Regions from separate parts of the Mus musculus genome. Here region 2 is linked to region 1. Evidence: chromatin contacts called from public HiChIP or PLAC-seq data. All regions are on one chromosome and are shown on one strand. Each heading gives the region's core, a stretch centred on a gene start, on an enhancer-like site or on the middle of the called end of the contact. The rest is flanking DNA. Distances are from core to core; before and after follow the strand shown. Region 1 overlaps Enah (ENAH actin regulator). Region 2 has its middle 7.9 kb from the start of n-TSgct1.

What was found. HiChIP or PLAC-seq counts read pairs in DNA pulled down with a chosen protein or histone mark.
Region 2: a contact with region 1 is called in an H3K27ac HiChIP or PLAC-seq map of embryonic stem cells, with 6 read pairs. The contact joins two enhancer-like sites. A contact is called at or near these places in 2 of 115 datasets of contacts at active chromatin or transcription factors (both in embryonic stem cells) and 2 of 9 other capture datasets (adipose tissue and pancreatic islet).

Annotation. Positions count from the first base shown.
Region 1 is chr1:181,944,416-181,950,780 of GRCm38.p6, reverse strand. The region is part of intron 3 of Enah (ENAH actin regulator); the gene reads left to right. Among named protein-coding and RNA genes, the nearest start is that of Gm33669, 69 kb to the right of the region's middle. Within about 2 kb of position 2,355, at least 7 of the 459 cell types and tissues checked have an H3K27ac peak or open chromatin away from gene starts, as enhancers often do. A contact at or near this core is called in embryonic stem cells, where this site is marked.
Region 2 is chr1:182,060,679-182,067,043 of GRCm38.p6, reverse strand. No RefSeq gene overlaps it. Among named protein-coding and RNA genes, the nearest start is that of n-TSgct1, 7.9 kb to the right of the region's middle. Within about 2 kb of position 3,148, at least 20 of the 459 cell types and tissues checked have an H3K27ac peak or open chromatin away from gene starts, as enhancers often do. A contact at or near this core is called in embryonic stem cells, where this site is marked.

The DNA.
Region 1 (6,365 bases), core at 1,106-3,605:
GTTGACCCACAAGAATGTGTTGAGTTGTGAGCTGGAATTGGGGCAAGAAAGTGACCGGTTTCTAGAACCACTTAAAGCTACTGCTATCATTTGTTCAGTTCGGCTTTAGCTTTTAGCATTTGTATTGACATTTGAAATCATTTCCTATCTAGCTCTTCTCGGTCATTAAAAAGTAATAGCAGGTAACCCATTTAATAGTGTGTAGACTATCGTCACCAAGATCGCTCTGCAGTTTTGCTTCTTAACCATGGTCTCCTCCTTTGTTAAACCAGAGGTAGAATTCATAATTTGAGCTTAAAACCCTTACTTAGGGATTCAGTAAATGTGGCTCAAGGATGCTTGAGGGGAGCTCCTGTTCGTACCTCTACAAAGTGCTATGTAGAAAAGTTCCTTTCTGTATGCATAACCAGAATGACAAACTGAATGCCGAGAGAATAAATAATCCTGTTGTCTTTTGTGAAACCAAACATCAAAGGCTTTATTTTAGCCCATTTCTTTTCCTAGTTCTAAAGAGCAACTGACTGCATAAAGAAAGGCCTGTTAGCCAACAGTTCAGCCCATTTACATAGGACAGACTTCTGCTGAAGGCCTCAGTAGATGACATCATGGTACTGGTTGGCTATATGTGTCATTGGGAGATCACTTTGCCAGACTAGAAAGCAGCTGATGGACCTCTCCTCTTAGAAAAGCCTTCCTATGGATGACCCTGGCTCCCTTCTGAGGGCAACACTCCCAGCTGCTTCCTACTAGGCTATCCCTCAGTGTTATGGAGCCTGCAACACATGCAGCATCCAGACAAACCACAGCAGAGCTTATAAAAACATAAAACTGTGTTGTTGAAATCACATGGACATGTTTCTTTGTTCAGTTTGACAGTTGAGTCCTGTTAGTGCTTCCAGCTGGGATGTTGTCCAGTCTTGTTGCCTTGGCCTTATACAGGCAACCATGGCTGCAGTGAGTTCCTGAGCAGTGGGCATGTCAGATCAGATGACAGCATCCCAGCAATCCTCCTTGTGCTCACTCTTACATTCTCTCCGTCCTCTTTCATGAAGTCTCCTGAATTCGTGTTTGATTTTTAGGGAGCACCATGTTAGTCTTTGGTTGTTGTCTTAGTCAGGGTTTCTGTTCCTGCACAAACATCATGACCAAGAAGCAAGTTGGGGAGGAAAGGGTTTATTCGGGTTACACTTCCATACTGCTGTTCATCACCAAAGGAAGTCAGGACTGGAACTCAAGCAGGTCAGGAAGCAGGAGCTGATGCAGAGGCAATGGAGGGATGTTCTTTACTGGCTTGCTTCCCCTGGCTTGCTCAGCCTGCTCTCTTATAGAACCAAGACTACCAGCTCAGAGATGGTCCCACCCACAAGGGGCCTTTCCCCCTTGATCAATAAATGAGAAAATGCCTTACAGTTGGATCTCATGGAGACATTTCCTCAACTGAAGCTCCTTTCTCTGTGATAACTCCAGCTGTGTCAAGTTGACACAAAACTAGCCAGTACAGTTGTAAAACTACTTCTCTGAAGTGGGGTTATGAAAATTAAGAGGCTGGTACTATTTTTGTGGTGAGTCTGGAGTCCATAGACTTTAAAGGTTAGTGTAATCTGGTGTCATGCAGCCCATATCACACCCTTGTGTGTCTGCATATCTGGCCAGAAGCTGCACTGTCTCCAGACTCGCCTTACACATAATTTCAGTAGCAGTGCTGTTGGCCTGCAGAGGTCATTGACCATTTGGATGCTTTTCTTGCACAAGCATAAAACTGCACATATTTGTTGGTTTTTTTTTATTAGCATTTTACTGGATGCCATTAAGTCTGATATCTTTGAGATACAAAAAAAGATAAACAGCCGGGCATGGTGGCACACGCCTTTTAACCCAGCACTTGGGAAGCAGAGGAAGGCAGATTCTGAGTTCGAGGCTAGCCTGTTCTACAAAGAGAGTTCCAGGACAGCCAGGGCTACACAGAGAAACCCTCTGTGTGTGTGTGGGGGGGGGGGGAATAATGATAGACTCCTCTGTCTTCACACTGATTTAAGGAACGATCAGGAACCATTTCTACCTTGATGGAATTGCAGCTCAGAACACCAGCCAAACCTTTCCTATGGATTTTACCTTGTAATTTTGAAAAGATTTACACACACACACGCATATATATCTTGTCCATGTATGTTGCAGTAAATCTCCAATGCAAATATGCCCTGGCAGTCAAATCACAACTCAGTTAATATGAGTACATGCTGTGCGCCTAGATTGCACTACACTACCATCTTGCACATCTATGAGACCCCTTAGAACTTGCGGTTTCTCCAGGCCATGTGCTTCTGCTCTGCTTTTCTACTTCCTCCTCCTCTGTGTCCTCTCTCTCAACCTTCCCCTCCACTTTCCTTTTATCTGCCCATGCATCAGCTCTCCTTTATTTTACAAATTAAGGTGGGAAGCAGGTTTACAGGAAATCACCCTCGTATGCATCCCCACACCAGAGAAGGGAATTAACATCAAATATAATTAGCCCTAGAGCTATCCACAACAATTCCCCTTTCTGTCCAATTAAAAGACTATTTTATCACAGATATAATTAAACACAGCTATTACCATTTTGTAATTTATAAAGTATAAGAGCCCTAACACCCTAACATCTTTGTTAATGCCATCTATCCTTACTTAAAAGACTATAGTTCTGTACCTGGCTATGTCTTGGCTTTAGATTGAATGCCATCTGAACACCATCCTCTCAAATCTGTTCCTCTCACAGTAAAAAGCCTGGGTTGGCTAGGAGACTATGCAGTTATTCAACCCCATCAGAAATCCAAGAATGACTGATATTAACTGAAAATATATAGAGAGGTTAACACAGCTTCCAAAACGTAGCCAATACATAGAGACCTCTGATCACCTGGACAGTCCCTTACTTCAGCAGTTGGAGCATCCGTCTTCAGCCTACTGGCCAGGGTCATCTGACAGACTTAGAGAAACAGGAATATTAAGGACTAGCCTACTGTCTCGGCAGAATCAGGATGTCCTAACCTGTAATTGTGTCCTTCCTTTCTTTGGACAGTATTATGTCTGTAAATGAAATGAGGCAATTTTTGCCTAGTGGCTGTTTCACCACAACTGGAGTAACTCAAAGATACTCAGTTTCGTCTTTGAATCCAAGACAGGGAAAACTGTTAGGAGCAGACTGGTCTCAACAAGTGAATAAATAACATTAAACTTGTGGACTTTTGATGTTTTTGAAAACCAACTATCTATGTAAAGTAATCTAGACTGTTGTCTGTTAACTACTCTCAGCCATTTGTAATTAAAATAACTGAAAGCACTCTAACAATAAACTCAGAGCCATGAATTTCCTATTTGGCCCTTTACTCTCAAGGCTTAAACAGCTCAGATCTGTTTACAATAACAGCAATAGAAGGACTGGGTCTAAGCCCTGTGCTTCAAAATTTTTAGCATCAAGGACAACCTGTAATAACCAAAGCCTCGGGAACTGGGACGAAGACTTCATAACTTCAAGATGAACATGGGCGGTGAAATATTTTTGAAGAGAGGGGGAAGGGTAGGGAAAATGGGGAAATTCGTTGGCCACACCAATGATTGTATTAGTCTCGGATGTTTATGTCCTGACTGAATCCGGATGAAAAACCAAGATATCAGGAGTTCAGGCAGGTCAGTTCAGCATGTCTGATAGTGAAATTCACCAAGGCTGTATGTTCTGTAATCTATAAATCTCAAAACAAAATTTTAGTATTATCCAGATAACCTTTTTGTTTGATTCACTGGAATCTAGTTCTCAGGGGGTCTCCTTCTATCAAATCTGATCCATATAAGTCTGGAAGGTGTAATACCTTAATCACCTTTTCCAAAAACACAAAGACAAAACCTTTTCCCCAAATGAGCATATCCTTTAGCTGGTAACCAGGAAAACCTGTAGCTTGCCCTATGTCCCAGAGGAACAATAAAACAACTACAACACTCAAAATCACACACATTTTAGCCTATTTAGGCCTTTCTAATTTGTCATGTCAGGATATTAACCCAAAATTCCTGTGAAGTCCAAGTTAGAGCATATGAGTCTCCTGCAGACTTTATTATATCACCTTTAAAACAGTCAATTCACACGTCTATCTATACGTGCTTATAAGATGCAGCTTGTCAAATCAGGATTTAATCTCAAAAGTCCCATGGAGCCCACGTTAGACAGAATATGAGGATCCTGTAAGACTTATTAGAGCAATATATCTTTATACTATCTTTAAAGCAATTAGTTCAAACTTCCACTAATATCTGCCTATAGGAAGCAGATAGTTTTTAATTGTTAAGCTCTCTACCAGGAGCCACAGTCATTTATTTAATACCTATTATTACATCTATTTGTTATGCTCTCTACCTAGAACCACAGGCTTCTATTTAATTAATACCTGTTATAATATCTATCTGTTATGCTCTCTACCTGGAGCCACAGACTTCTATTAATTAATACCTGTCCATAGCAGGTGATTATCTCTGCTCTCTGTATTTGGAGTTAGTGAGTAGTATTCCCTATCTAGTTCTGAACTGCATGCAATATTTCCCATCTTTAAGTATCAAAAAGTTATATTTCTCTCTTTATATCAATAAATTACCTGGTCCGGAACCTTTTGTACCTTTGTTTCCTGATTCTTTATTCACAGGCAGGAGCTGAATATAGAAAGACATGTGTTGTCTCTGTCCCTGTTTGGAGGTAGAGGAGGCAGGTTCGGGAGCGAAGGATACAGGGAAGGAAACACAGAAAGGTTCTTTCTGGCATAGATGCCTTTCGTTCTCTGTAGGCCCCTCAAACCCAGTCAGCTTCAAATCCACCCTGCTGCAGCCTAGGTCACTGCCCAAGCCCCATTCAGGGGCTGGGGGACAGTGAATTTTCATCTCAGGTTAGTTGAGTTCAAATCAATATGTTGGGCATCATTTTGTTGCGGTAAATCTCCAACGCATATAAATGAAAACACAACTCAGTTAATATGATTACATGCTGTGCGCCTAGATTGGCAGGTCTACCGCTACACTACCATCTTCCACATCTATGAGACCCCTTAGAACCTGCGGTTTCTCCAGGCCATGTGCTTCTGCTCCGCTTTTCTTCTTCCTCCTCCTCTGTGTCCTCTCTCATTTTCTCCTCCTCTTCCTCTCTCTCAACTTTTCCTCCACTTTCCCTTCATCAGCTCTCCTTTATTTTACAAATTAAGGTGGGAAGCAGGTTTACAGGAAATCACCTAAGTGCTGACTCTCACAGGAGAAGGGAATTAACATCAAATATAGTTAGCCCCAGGGCTATCCAGAACACATGTTCACATGCACATTAATTAGTACCTTGTCTCTCAGCTAACACCATGCATTACTGTTTTCATACTCTACACAAGATAGAAATACCTAAATCAGTTTTTAAAATATCGAATGGTAGTATCTTTGAAGTTTGTATTTCATATACAGATTGTTGTAATGCTTTATTAATTCCCAAAATATTCCTAAAATTTAATAGTCTTAGAATAAAAGCCTCAGTGGACAGATTTTTTTGTATTTGTACATAGATACTGTGTTACAGGATATTAGAGGAATAAAGGAACAATGGAATGATTGAAAGCTTGGTCTTATATGTCTTTTACTTCATCAGAGACTACAATACTTGGCTGGAAATATCTGCAAGGCAGTGTAAATACTGCACAAAGTGGTGATTGGGAAATGGATTTAGCAAATGTAGCATGCTATTTGTGTAAAGTTACTAAAAATGGTTCTTCTGAGGTAGACTTGCTATTTCTGTGAGTTTAATTTCTAAGATGATTCACAAGAAAAAACACAGGAGTGGTGTTTTCTGAACGTGTTCAGGTCTTTGTCTTTGTTTTTGCTTTTGCCTTTTTTTGTTTGTTTGTTTGTTTTTTGTTTTTTCCAGACAGGGTTTCTCTGTAGCCCCGTCTGTCCTGGAACTCACTTTGTAGACCAGGCTGGCCTCAGAAATCCGCCTGCCTCTGCCTCCCGAGTGCTGGGATTAAAGCACCACACCTAGCGCTTTTTTGCCTTTTTTAAGATAAGGTCTCAGATCGGGTCACTCTTACTGTGAGAAAATCATAACCAAAGCTACTTAGAAAGGGAAGGGCTTATTTGATGTTTATCACTATTCATAACCGAAGGACATCAAGGCAGGAGTTCAAGTGGGCTAGGAACCTGGAGGCAGGAGCTGAGGCAGAGGCCATGGAGGGGTGCTGCTTACTGGCCTCCTCCACATGGCCTGCTCAACCTGCTTTCTTATAGAGCCCAGAACCACCTACTCAGGGTTGGCCCGACCCAAAATGGGCTGGACCCACCCCCAATTAACCACTAATTAAATAAATACCTTATAG
Region 2 (6,365 bases), core at 1,899-4,398, 120 kb before region 1:
AGTGAGTGTAAGGGCACATAACAGGACTATCCCTGGTCGTCATTTCCATGCTGAGATAGCCAAGAAGAACTTTTCTACATTCTTCTTTTTCTTTCTTTCTTTTTTTTTTTTTTTTTTTTTGAACTTAATCTTTTTTTTTACAGTCTAGTCTTTATCACCCTCCCGGTCTGCCCTCTGACTTTTCCACATCCCATACCCCCTTCTCCTCACACTCTCACTCCCCCCACTACCACATCCACCCCCATCTACAAGAGAATGTCCCCACTCCCTGAGGCCTCAAGTCTCTTGGGGGTTGGTTAGGTGCATCTCCTCTCACTGAGGCCAGACCCGGAAGTCCTCTGCTGTATATGTGCCGGGGGCCTCATATCAGCTGGTGTATACTGTCTAGTTGATGGTTGAGAGATCTTGGGACTCCAGGTTAGTTGAGACTGCTCATTTTCCTATGGGGTTGCCCACTTCCTCAGCTTCTTCTAGCCTTTCCCTAATTCAACCACAGGGGTCACCAGCTTCTGTCCATAGGTTGGATGTAAATATCTGCACCTGACTCTCTCAGCTGCTTGTCGGGCCTTTTGGAGGGCGGTCATGCTAGGCTCCTGTATGTAACTGTCCCCATACCACATGGATGTGTCCCTCACATCAGCTGGATCCCCAAAGCTCCCAAGGCTGTTTCTGTGCCACTTGGCATAGATAAAGTGATGAAGGAGGAATTCAGAGTGGAAAAGAGGTTTCAGCTAGTAAAAAATTTACTTTTGAAAATTTTACAGAGCCCTGTAACCATGAAAACACACAATAAGTTCCCCGGCCAACACACACACACACACACACACACACACACAGAGCCGTGGAGAGGGCAGAGCAAGACCCTCCACAGTAAACGCACATCTGCCTCCAACACCCCTTACTGAGCATCTATTATGTGCTGGACTCCAGGGATGCAGGAGTCAGCAACACCACTGAAGCCCATGAGCTCTTAACTTCATCTTAGCAGGGACAACGAATGGGCGCTTACTGCGTGTGACTCTCAGGGGATATTTCTGAAATGAATAAGAGAATGATAGGCCAGACGAAACATTGCAGAACCAAAAGCTGTCTTACCACAGAGACGTGGTAGGTTCTAAAATGAAAACACAAATTACAAAGTTGTCTGTGGGGTGGCGGGGGTGGGGGGTGGGTTGGCAGCCTGCAAGACTGCTCTTCCCATGGGCATGGCTCCACACTCTCCCAGGACCCAGGAGGACTGCTGTTTGGATGAACGTTACCATTGGCAGGGAACCCGAGGTTTCCTTCCATTCTGGAATTCCTTGAGCGATGCAGAAGCCCCTCTCCCATGCAGGCCAAGCTCAGGTGTGAAAGGCAAGCGCTGGGGAGAACTGAAGCTTCCCTGGCCACTCCAGTTGCTGTATGGCCCTGTCAGGAGCTCGCCTATCATTCTGCTTGTCCTGCTGAGAATGGCAGCTAAATTCTCTGGTGGGCGCTCCACCGCCACCAGTCTCTCCTTCTTCACAGAGTGCAAGACTTCACACTTGGTCAGCAAACCTGTAGATCCACCTGCAAATCTCAGCTCAGTCTCTCACCAGCCCTGGGACCTTTTCTTTACCAGCCGTGACAATTGAGGAGACATTAGTTAAAAACCGTCCCCAGTGGGGCTGGAAAGGTGGCTTGGTCAGTAACACAGTCGCTGAGGAAGACAGGCACCCTAAGTCCAGATCTCCCAGGACCTATGTTAAAAGCCAGGCCTGGTGGCCTAGGATCCCAGCTCTGCAGAGGCAGAGAGGAAGATCCCAGGCCAGTCTAGCCAAACTGGCAAGCGCCCAGTTTGAGAGACCTTGCTTGCTTTCATGAGTTCTCCAGAGTGTGGGTATGAGAGAGAGGTGGAAGGTAGGTAGGAGAATAAAAGGGTGGAGGAGAGAGAGAGAGGGAGAGAGAGAGAGAGATTATTTTCTTTTTAAAAATGTACATATCAACTGTATCTACTTTATGGGTGGGCAAAGGCATACCTCTGTAGCAGGCACACTTGCCTAGCATGCACCAGGCACTGAGTTCCATCCTCTACCCACCCACCCCTGTCCCCAGTAAGCACTGTGCCTGGCTTAAGAAAGGTTTTCTAATGGTTAGACTACCGTTCTTCCTCCAAGGCTGAGTGAGCTACTTCCTCTGGCTTTCCTGTGCCACTCCACTCTTTGTCTGATGGCCTCCCTGTGTCTGCTTCTCACCTTTACTTTACAGCTCCTGCCCCTCCTCACCCGACTGGATTGTGTACTTTCTTGTCTTTATTTTTCAAGAGCGACACAATTAAGAACATCTTTGTGTCCCCCTCCCCCACACTTGTCACTCTCTCAGACTCTCGTTCTTCAGACAGGTCTGTAACTCACTACCCAGTCTGAGCTGGTTTTAGAGACTCGAGGCGCCCTTCCGGCCTCTCGGCACTAGATTGACAGACTCACTCTTACTACTTATTTATTATTTGACTATTTATTTTTGAGATTGTGACTCATGTAGCCCAGGCTGGCCTCAGGCAGCTCATGTAGCAGGAGCTGGCTTTGTATTCCTGATCTTCTCAAGTCCTGGGATGACCGGTTTGTGCCCCTATCCCGCCTCTGTTTCATTTTAGACAAGGTCTCATATGTCCCGGGATGGCTTTAATCCCTCTGTCACTGAAGATGACCATAGATTTCTGATCTTCCTGCTTATACTTCCTAAGTGCTGGCATTTTGGGGGTCCTTGTCTTCCATTTACATCCCTAAAGGCCTCTCTGGTCCACAGGCTCAAATAAGCTCCTTGTCATCTTCCTCCAGAAAACCGATTCTCCTTTGAGTGACTCCCTCATCACTTCCTATCCATGCCTCACCTGGCCAGTCACTGAAGCCCGCTGCGGCAGCCAACTAGCCCGGTCTGGTTCTGTCTCTAAGCTTCTGCTTCTTTCCATCCATAAGGTCTGTACACTCTCCTCACAGGCCTTCCTTCCTCCCTCCCTCCCGGCTGCCCTGCGGGAAGCCTTCCCTTCCTGCAGGCTACACCTGAGTGCTCCAGAGAGGCCTGATCTAGCTTTTCTCACCTACACCACTTCTCCTCACTCAGCCACACTGCGAGGCTTTCCCCACCGGAAGTAGTCTTTCTGGCCTTTGTGTTCCACTCATTTCCTACTCAGCACAAGCCACACTCACCACCATTTTAACACTGCCTGTGCAGGCTCCTCCTCCAGTCTACAAGCTCTGGGAGAGGACTCAGACCCTCCGTCACTGTATCTTTAAGGCTTCTCTGCATTGGGAACGTGTTGGATACGTACACGCTGGACTGATTCTGGCACTCTGGCTCTGTTGCCCATTATCCTGGCCTCTCGGCACCCTCAAAGTTCTTCCACTGTCAGCAAAGACAGTGAGAGGAGCTGGGAGCTTGAGGAAGAGCCTGATATCAAGTCTACCGGCTCCCTCCCCCACCTGCTCAGTATCTTTGAATCACTTCCTACCTTCATCTGTCAGAAAAGTATTTGTCTGAATGCTTCCCCCTGGTTAAAGTTTTACACTGGAGCAATACAACGTTGAGGGGGGCACTTTTGTTTTGTTTTGTTTTTGTTTTTGAGACAGGGTTTCTCTGTATAGCCCTGGAGATCCTGGAACTCACTCTGTAGACCAGGCTGGCCTTGAACTCAGAAATCTGCCTGCCTCTGCCTCCCAAGTGCTGGGACTAAAGGTGTGCACCACCGCTGCCCGGCCCCTTTTCCTTTTTTTTTTTTTTTTTTTCTTTTCTCGAGACAGGGTTTCTCTGTGTAGCCCTGGCTGTCCTGGAACTCACTTTGTAGACCAGGCTGGCCTTGAACTCAGAAATCGGCCTGCCTCTGCCTCCCAAGTGATGGGATTAAAGGCGTGCGCCACCACGCCCGGCTCTCTTATGCCAAGGAGTGATACAGCCAAGAAGACCCCTAACAGGCGCCAACACCTCATGAGAAGTACATTTCTTGCCTTTACTGTTGCCCAGTCTGGGTGTGTTGTGTGGCAGCAGCACTAAATGACCAAGACTGGCGGGATCTCACCTTGGAGCCAAGGTTGGTCCTACCGTTGAGCCCCTAGATCCTTTGCCTTTGGAGACTCTAATTCCCCAACCAGCCCCTCCTGCCCACAGTGCTTCCTCACCATATGCACTGATTCCTGGATGCAGGCACACAAGCTCAGTCCGCTGCTACATTTTTTTGGCTCAGTTTTTTTTTTTTTGTTTACAATAGGTAGGTCCTAACTCTTAGGTATGCTAGGCTAGATCTACCACAGCCTACAGCCTCAGACTTTCTCCACTTTTGAGTGTATCTTTGGTGCAGGGCATTGAACAAGGACCACCCTCAGGCTACACGTGTGCCCTACCACATCCCCAGCCCTCTTCTATCTTGAGCTCATTGTCACACCACCTCTCTATTGACTTATTTCTACTTTACATGTATGTTTCAGCTGCATGCATAAATGTGCATCATGCATGTGCCTGGTGCCTTCAGAGGCCAGAAGAGGACATCAGATCCTTTAAAACTGGAGTTACAGATGGTTGTGAGCCATCAGGTAGGTGCTGGGAACTGAATTCAAGTCCTCTGGAAGAGCAGCAAATGCTCTTAATCACTGAGCCCTCGCTCCCACCCTTCCCACCCCCTGTCTGGCCTCCTGTACCTGCCCTGTTTTGATTGACAAGCTCTTAACAAGATTCTCCAGTACACTTCTGACTCTGTCGCTTATTGTTTTCACTCTCCCTCTAAGGTCACAAGTGACGAGGCCCTGTGTCCAACACTCCCCTAACCCCTAAGCTTTATTGATGTCCCAGAGTTATGGTCCTCACCACTGACAAGGTTTCTTATAGCCCTGTCCTGGGCGCTGCTCTGTGCTGGGGAAGCAGTCACCAAGAGCTTGCTCGTCAAGTGGGAAGGAGGCATGGCTAAATGAACACACACCAAATAATGCTGAGCCGCGAAGGCGAAATAATCTGAATCCTAAATTCCGTGGCACAGACTGGACGTCCTATCAGAGAATGGGGGAAGAGCCAGGCCGAGCCTTCAGAGAGGCCTTCTAGTCTTTTCTCCTTTGTCTTACTGGAGACCAAGAGCAGGGCATGGTGAGTAGCAGGTAGGTGCTGTACCACTGTGCCCGCAGTCTCCAGGGAATCCATGAGTTCAAGGTATTCCCAAGGTTACTGGTCTGTGGTGAGCAGGGGTTGCAGGGGTGGGGTGGGAAAGGACACTCTTCTGGTGTGTCTGAAGACAGCTACAGTGTACTCATATAAATAAAATAAATAAATCTTAAAAAAAAAAAGAAGGTGTATTCCTCCTTCTGTGATCATCCAACTTGCAACTTTTTCCCAAGGAAGAACCAGGCATGAACATACGAGCTCTGCTGTGCAGATATCTTCCTTGCCCGGAGATCAGAACCCGGCCTCAGCCTGCCTTGGGCACATGGCCTACTGTCCTCCGTGGGCTCTCAGATCAGGCTTGATGTCCACCTCTGTTGCTGTCCTGTCCGAGTGATTGCTGTTATCACAACCATCTCTTATCGATCTTTTTGTCATTGGTTCTTTTAAATGTTGAGGATAAGATACTGAGAAGCTGTGTCACTGAGGTGCACAGACTGCCCGGTCTATGAACTCTGCATTTTATCTTAATCATGTGCATGTGTATGTAGGTGGGTGGGGCAGCCATGTGGCACAGAATGACTCTGGAGGTCAGAGGACAACTTGTGGGAGTCAGTTCTCTCCTTCCACCATGTGGGTCCTGGGAATAGAACTCAGGTTATTAGACTTGGTAAGCCCCGTAACCCATGAAGCTGTCTCACAGGTCTATTCCCCCCCCCCTTTTCTCCTCTTCCTCCTCTTCCTCCTCTTTTCCTCCTCCTTCTCCTTTTCCTGCCTTACTTTGTATAAACTTGTTCTCCCAAGCATATTGTAAGTTGTAACAATAACAGATATTTACCTGGTGTTTACTGGAGCCAGACTGTGCTTAACACGGCAGAAGGTGAGGGCAAGGAAGAGAAGGGCGAGAAGTGTATATTAGTACAATGATGGTTTGCAATGTATAATCCACAGCAACACTGCTCCACTGTGATGCAGGACTAACTTCATTTTCAGTGTCAAACACTTCCAAATCGCTGCAAACCAACACTTTAGTGATTGCCATTAGACTTTCAAACTCTCTCAGCTTCTGTGCCTATCTTGCTGCAGGCTAAAGATGAGCTGTTGCTGACCAGCACAGCCAGAGGACTATATATATATTGAGAGGCATTAACAAATACTCTCAGAAGAAAAAAAAAAAAGCCAACTCTGCATGCCTGTAAATTTTCATTTATTTAGAAAGTGTGTACAAGAGGTTACTACACAGCAGATGCCGAGCTTGGGGCTGTATA